Regions from separate parts of the Hordeum vulgare genome. Here region 2 is linked to region 1. Evidence: chromatin contacts called from public Hi-C data. All regions are on one chromosome and are shown on one strand. The core of a region is the stretch at or near the end of the contact, and the rest is flanking DNA. Distances in the headings are between cores, read along the strand shown. Region 1 has its middle 100 kb from the start of LOC123396711. Region 2 holds the start of LOC123398291 (60S ribosomal protein L34).

What was found. Hi-C and Micro-C count contacts between places; a contact is called where the count stands out from the background.
Region 2: a Hi-C map of seedling shows a contact between it and region 1, with 7 times the contacts expected there. The contact joins the promoter of LOC123398291 here to the enhancer-like site in region 1. A contact is called at or near these places in 2 of 6 Hi-C or Micro-C datasets (leaf and seedling).

The regions. Positions count from the first base shown.
Region 1 is chr5H:449,007,440-449,010,139 of MorexV3_pseudomolecules_assembly, forward strand. No RefSeq gene overlaps it. Among protein-coding and RNA genes, the nearest start is that of LOC123396711, 100 kb to the left of the region's middle. Within about 2 kb of position 1,337, at least 3 of the 3 cell types and tissues checked have open chromatin away from gene starts, as enhancers often do. A contact at or near this core is called in leaf and seedling, where this site is marked.
Region 2 is chr5H:449,255,705-449,258,404 of MorexV3_pseudomolecules_assembly, forward strand. LOC123398291 (60S ribosomal protein L34) reads left to right here and starts at 1,336. Exons shown (of 4, transcript XM_045092771.1): 1 at 1,336-1,478; 2 at 1,605-1,684; 3 at 2,531-2,640. The coding sequence starts at 1,400.

The DNA.
Region 1 (2,700 bases), core at 87-2,586:
TAAAATTCAATGATTTTTTTAAATTGATGAACTTTTATCAAATTTAATTAAAAAACAAATTGTGAACTTTTTTTAATCTGTAAACTTTCATTTATTGGAATCGTGCAGTCAGTATTATCCTTAGATATTATCGATGTACTACATGTAAACAGTACTCCCTCAGTAAACTAATATAAGAGCCTTTAGAATATTACTTTAGTAATCCAAACACTCTTATATTAGTTTACAGAGGGAGTACTATGTAGCTATAGTGGTCAACAACTTTTTTGCAGGATTTTTATTATTCGCTGGCGTTACGTGTTTATAGGCTGGCCCAACTGGACGCTGCTGAGTAGGAGCTCCCACTCTTCTGCATGCCGAGCGCAACCGGAGCCTTCAAAAGACTCGGGCTGGCCTAGCAGATCCACCCAAGGGGATGTTTCATGCGCGCATAAGACATTTTTATTTATTTATATAAAATGGTACTCCCTCCGTTCCTCAGTGTGTTCTATAAATTGCGTCAAAAACATCGAAAATGATAAATCTCGAATTTTTGAATTTTTAGGCATGGCAAACGTTTGTCGCAACAACTTCAGTTCGTACGAGGTTGAGAAACATGATAATTTTCTGACAAAAAATAAATTAAAACACAGTTATCATGTTTGAACAATTAAATTTGTCACCTCGGTTCAACTAAAATTATCATGAAAATACGTTCGGGATGACAAGCTTAAAATCAGAACGTTCGGGATTTACCGGTTACAAAAATCATAGTACCTTTTACAAAAAAAAAGTGAGAAAATAACTCACGCCTCCGGCTTGTTTGGAGCGACGCGAATCACACAGAACGGACCGCGCAACCGCGCAAACGGGGAGAACAAAAAGCATGGCAACCACCAGACGAACTTACAAACGGCCGCTCGCCGCCTGCGTTTCGCCCTAACGGCCCGGACGTCGCCCGCCGCCGCGCCGCCCAGCCATGCATGATCACCCGCTCAACATCCCTCTCCCCCCTATCGTCCAACGCCGACGGCCAACTGACGACCAGGCAAAAACCAAGACGCGCCGCCGCCGGTCTTTCCGTTCCACTTTCCACCCCCCTGACCTCACCGCAATCCCAGTATTCTCCGCCCCGCTCGCTTTCCCCGCCGGCCATCGGACGTCGGCGCGGCGCCCAACTTGCCGTTCCCGCAGGGTTCACGTCACGGACTCCGCCGTCATTTTCACACTCCGAAACCCGGCCGCTTTTGCGGCCGAGTGCTGGACGCCCATGCCCATGGTTATTCTCACAACCTTCTGGCGCTCCGGAGCTTTGCGCTCACCAGTCACCATCCAAGTATCCATCCAACCACGACGGCGGGCCAACGACAACGCCGGCCACTGAAACCTAGGTTCCATTCCTCGCCTTTGCTTCCGGGGCTCCTACTCTGACACGAGCGACAAAACGGCGGCGCCAAAAAGAAGTCGCAGGAGGTCGATCACCAACAGAATATTTTAGCACCGGCCACGGCCGAGGCGTTCAAATCGCTGTGCGAATCATGGCCGAATTGAGTGGCGCTGGAATCATTTTATGGGGCCAGCGCGCGTCGATCGGATGGATGGCCGTTGCTATCTCACACGAGTATCTATCTTTTCTTTTTGTTGCTGGGAGGTGAGGATACATGCAGCATAGTATATGCTGAGCATGTGTGAATGACGCAGAGTTGAATAATTGCAGCTCGTACAAAGAGGATCTTCTCTTCCTGTCGATGGTCACTCAACGGATCAACGTTTTATTAGCAGCTGCGTTAGTAGGTTATACAATAAGTGTTGATGCAGGCCGTGGAGCAATTCCGGCTATCAAGCCAAATTTCTCGGTAGAAGGGTGGTGTCTTCGACGTATGTCAGTTTTGGGCAAAGTTTAGTGGACGGCGTTTGACTTGGCGTCAGGCCTGGTTCGGCACGCAAAGAGCGCTGGACTGAACTTTGTGGACAGTGCCAAAAGTGTGAACTGTTGAGACCTTTGAACGTTTACTCAGACAGAATCTGAAACTTCTCAAAAGTCGAACAAAAACTTGTCCTCGTAATTTTGTTGACCCTCCAGAGCATCGTGTCGTCTAAAGTGTTATTTTCTACACCATGTCTAGTTTTTATCCACGCTATATTTTTGGTTTCGGTGATTGGTTTGGCTTATTCTTCTTCTCCATCTGGACTGGACGTGCAACCAATATATTTCCTGGTCGCTTTCAGCCGTCCCTTTCTGATCGCAAAGGGCGAAATAATGCCCATGTTCATCCCATGACAGCAAACCCTCCCTTTGTTTCTCCCACTGAAAGCGAGTTTCTACTGCTCTTCTATCTTTGCCAACATTTGAAGGGAAGAAGATCGACCAGAGAGCAAGCTGGTGGCAAGCCAAGAACAAAGGTAGTAAACAGTAAGGGCGCCCAACATCACAACTTTTTCTCTACCGTCGCATACATACATATTCCTCCAAAGAAGAGAGACAAGGGCCAGTCCAGATCAAGAGCCACTGAACACAGAGTGCAACGCACACAAAGGCTACCATCGATTCACCCGTTGAAGCGATGACCCATGAACCAAGTAAAGTGCCGTGTTACCAGTGGAACTGCCAAACGAGCCCACTGCATCACTATAACCCCCTCTAGAACCCGACGTGGTTCCAAACCACCGTGCACGGGGGAAAAGACGAGTGTCGAAGGTGACTTGGAGACCACCTCCACT
Region 2 (2,700 bases), core at 86-2,585, 250 kb after region 1:
TTTCCGTAAAAAGAGCCCGTCTTACAATTTTTTATGACAAAAATGATGCTTGTGTGTACGGTTCTTTTTTTCATGTCAATGGCTCTTTGTCCATTCTATATTTTGCCGACGTTGATAGACTTACCAGCAAAGCCAATCAAAGCTCTTTGTTGGGACATCTGTAACTTTATTCATACTCATAACCATTACATGTACATTGATTTGGATCCAAGATTCTAAAAAGTTATTTACTCGGTCCGAATTTTTTTGACCCTCAAATAGATGTATTTAGCTTTTTCGGACACAGGGAGTACAAAGTACCTCTTGGAAATAAGAATTACAATCAAATCTAAACCACAATATTATATGACTGCTAGGCATTCACCGGTGAATTTATAGTAATCATCCACCACCTTTTTAGCCGTCTGATGTATACGCACGTACCGTCCGATCACCAGCTCGGTCGTCTTCGTCCATCACCTAAAATCCCGAAACAACGCTCCAGTTGCAGAAACAAGCACGCTGCTACGCGTCCGACTGACGGGTTAAAAAGTGACTGACGGGTCTTTTGCAACATAGATTATGTTGTAATTTTTTTTGCAACAAAGAGCATGTTGCGAAAATGTCCGTATAGTTTTTTGCGATAGGATTTGTTATAGAATATTTTCTGCAACAATGATCGTGTTGCAGAAACTTTTCTAACAAAGGTCATGTTGCAAAATACTTTTACAACGTAGGTCAGACTGTAGAAAACTTTTGCAACAAAAGATATTTGTTTTAATTTTTTAAAACATAGACCAAGTTGCGGAAACTCGTCATTGCGCCTATTTGCACTAGCTTCGTCGCTGTTAATCGCAACAACGTCGTTGTTGCAGAAACTCTACGGATTTGCTCGAGGGATGGGGCTCGAGCTCGGGGCCAAACCGAGGAGGAGACGTAGGGCGTCGGAGTCTAGGACGTTTGCATCGGCACCTTCGAAGTTGGTTTTGTCCAACACAGGACACGCGTCTGGTAGGAGAGGCGGTGGACGCGGTCGTAGAAATCCATCGGTTGATGGAAAGAGTTTTTCCATATTATATAGGTAGCCAAAATATTAACCATTTTTGTAGGGATGCCAAAATATTAGCCGGGCTAAAGCTTTTTCTATCGACGGGGCCTTGCTATTTGCGTGAGCCTTTAGGCCGTCGACTGACTGGACTGACAACACAAGCCTTCCTAAGACAGCCCATACGGCCCAATTCAATGGAGTCCGGCCTGGCCCATTTACCCCATCAAGCGAATCCTAGCCGTCGGTGCTAGGTCACGGCGACGCGAGGAGGCCATTTATACCCGTCCCAGCCGCCACGCGCTCGCCCTCCTCTCTCTCCCCCCACTCTTACCCCCAAGCCCCCCTACTGCCGGCGGCGGAGACGACGGAAACATGGTGCAGCGTCTGACCTACCGGAAGAGGCACAGCTATGCCACCAAGTCCAACCAGACGCGGGTCGTCAAGACCCCAGGTCCGGATCCCCTCCTCCTCCCCCTCTTCCCTGGACGATTTTCTCCCGTACTTTGGTGGCTTCTCTGATTTGTTGGTGCCAAGATCTTCGCTGAAACCGGTCGGTTTTGTTCCCTGTGCGCCGCAGGTGGCAAGCTCGTGTACCAGTACACCAAGAAGAGGGCGAGCGGCCCCAAGTGCCCTGTGACCGGGAAGAAGATCCAGGGTGTGAGTTGCCGATAAGCTTTGCATCTCTATGAAAATTCTTGATTGTTTCGCTTTGTCACGGTAGGGGTATTCGATGTCTCGGTTTGTGTGGTGGACGGGCTGGATTCTTGTGTTTGTGTATGAGTTATGTGCGGTAAATGTGGATTATCTCCATCTTACAAATGCATGCCATCAGCTTTTAGGCTATCCTTTAGGCTTTTACCACACAGAGATCGGCTTGGTTGTTGTCAGATGCACAATTAGTAGATTGTGAATTGACCTTATGGGGCATCAGATTGATATTATACCGTTTCCTCAGATCATTCCTAAGAAGTTATTCCTTTTGGCGGGTTGTATTAGTGCAACGGTATCAAATTCAATGTTGGTTGTCGGACAGTTGGTATGATGGTGTACGTGGACAGCTGGCTGTTCAGAGTAGCAATGCTGCATTTCAACAGTAGTTCAATCGTAGTATTTATTTTAATGGTTCAATTATTCTTGTTTGTTTGTAGTGGTCCCTTTAGACTATATGAACAGTTAGATCGGTAATGTGTGTTTAACCACTTGGTTGCTCAGTTGTGTTGATTGTATTACACAATCAGATTGGATGATGCATGATTTTACTACCAGCAAAACATCCTCTCATGAAGGGAATAAATGTCCAGCTCATTTGGTCCTTCTGTGACTTCAACAGCTCCATTTGCTCACTTGGTTTGTTTTTATTATTGAAATGAGGTGCTTTGTAGAAGTCATCCGTACTTGTTTAAGCTGAGGGAACATTTTCTGTTGGAATATTTCCATTTTAGCCGTCTGTGGTTCAATCTTATTGAACTTGAGGGCTCATGATGTTGTCACTCCCAATTCCAGATTCCCCACCTCAGGCCTACTGAATACAAAAGATCAAGGCTGTCTAGGAACCGCAGGACTGTGAACCGTCCCTATGGTGGAGTGCTCTCTGGAACTGCAGTGAGGGAAAGGTCAGCAAACTTGCCTTAGAACCATCTGATTTCATTACACAAAACCTACCCTTCATGTAG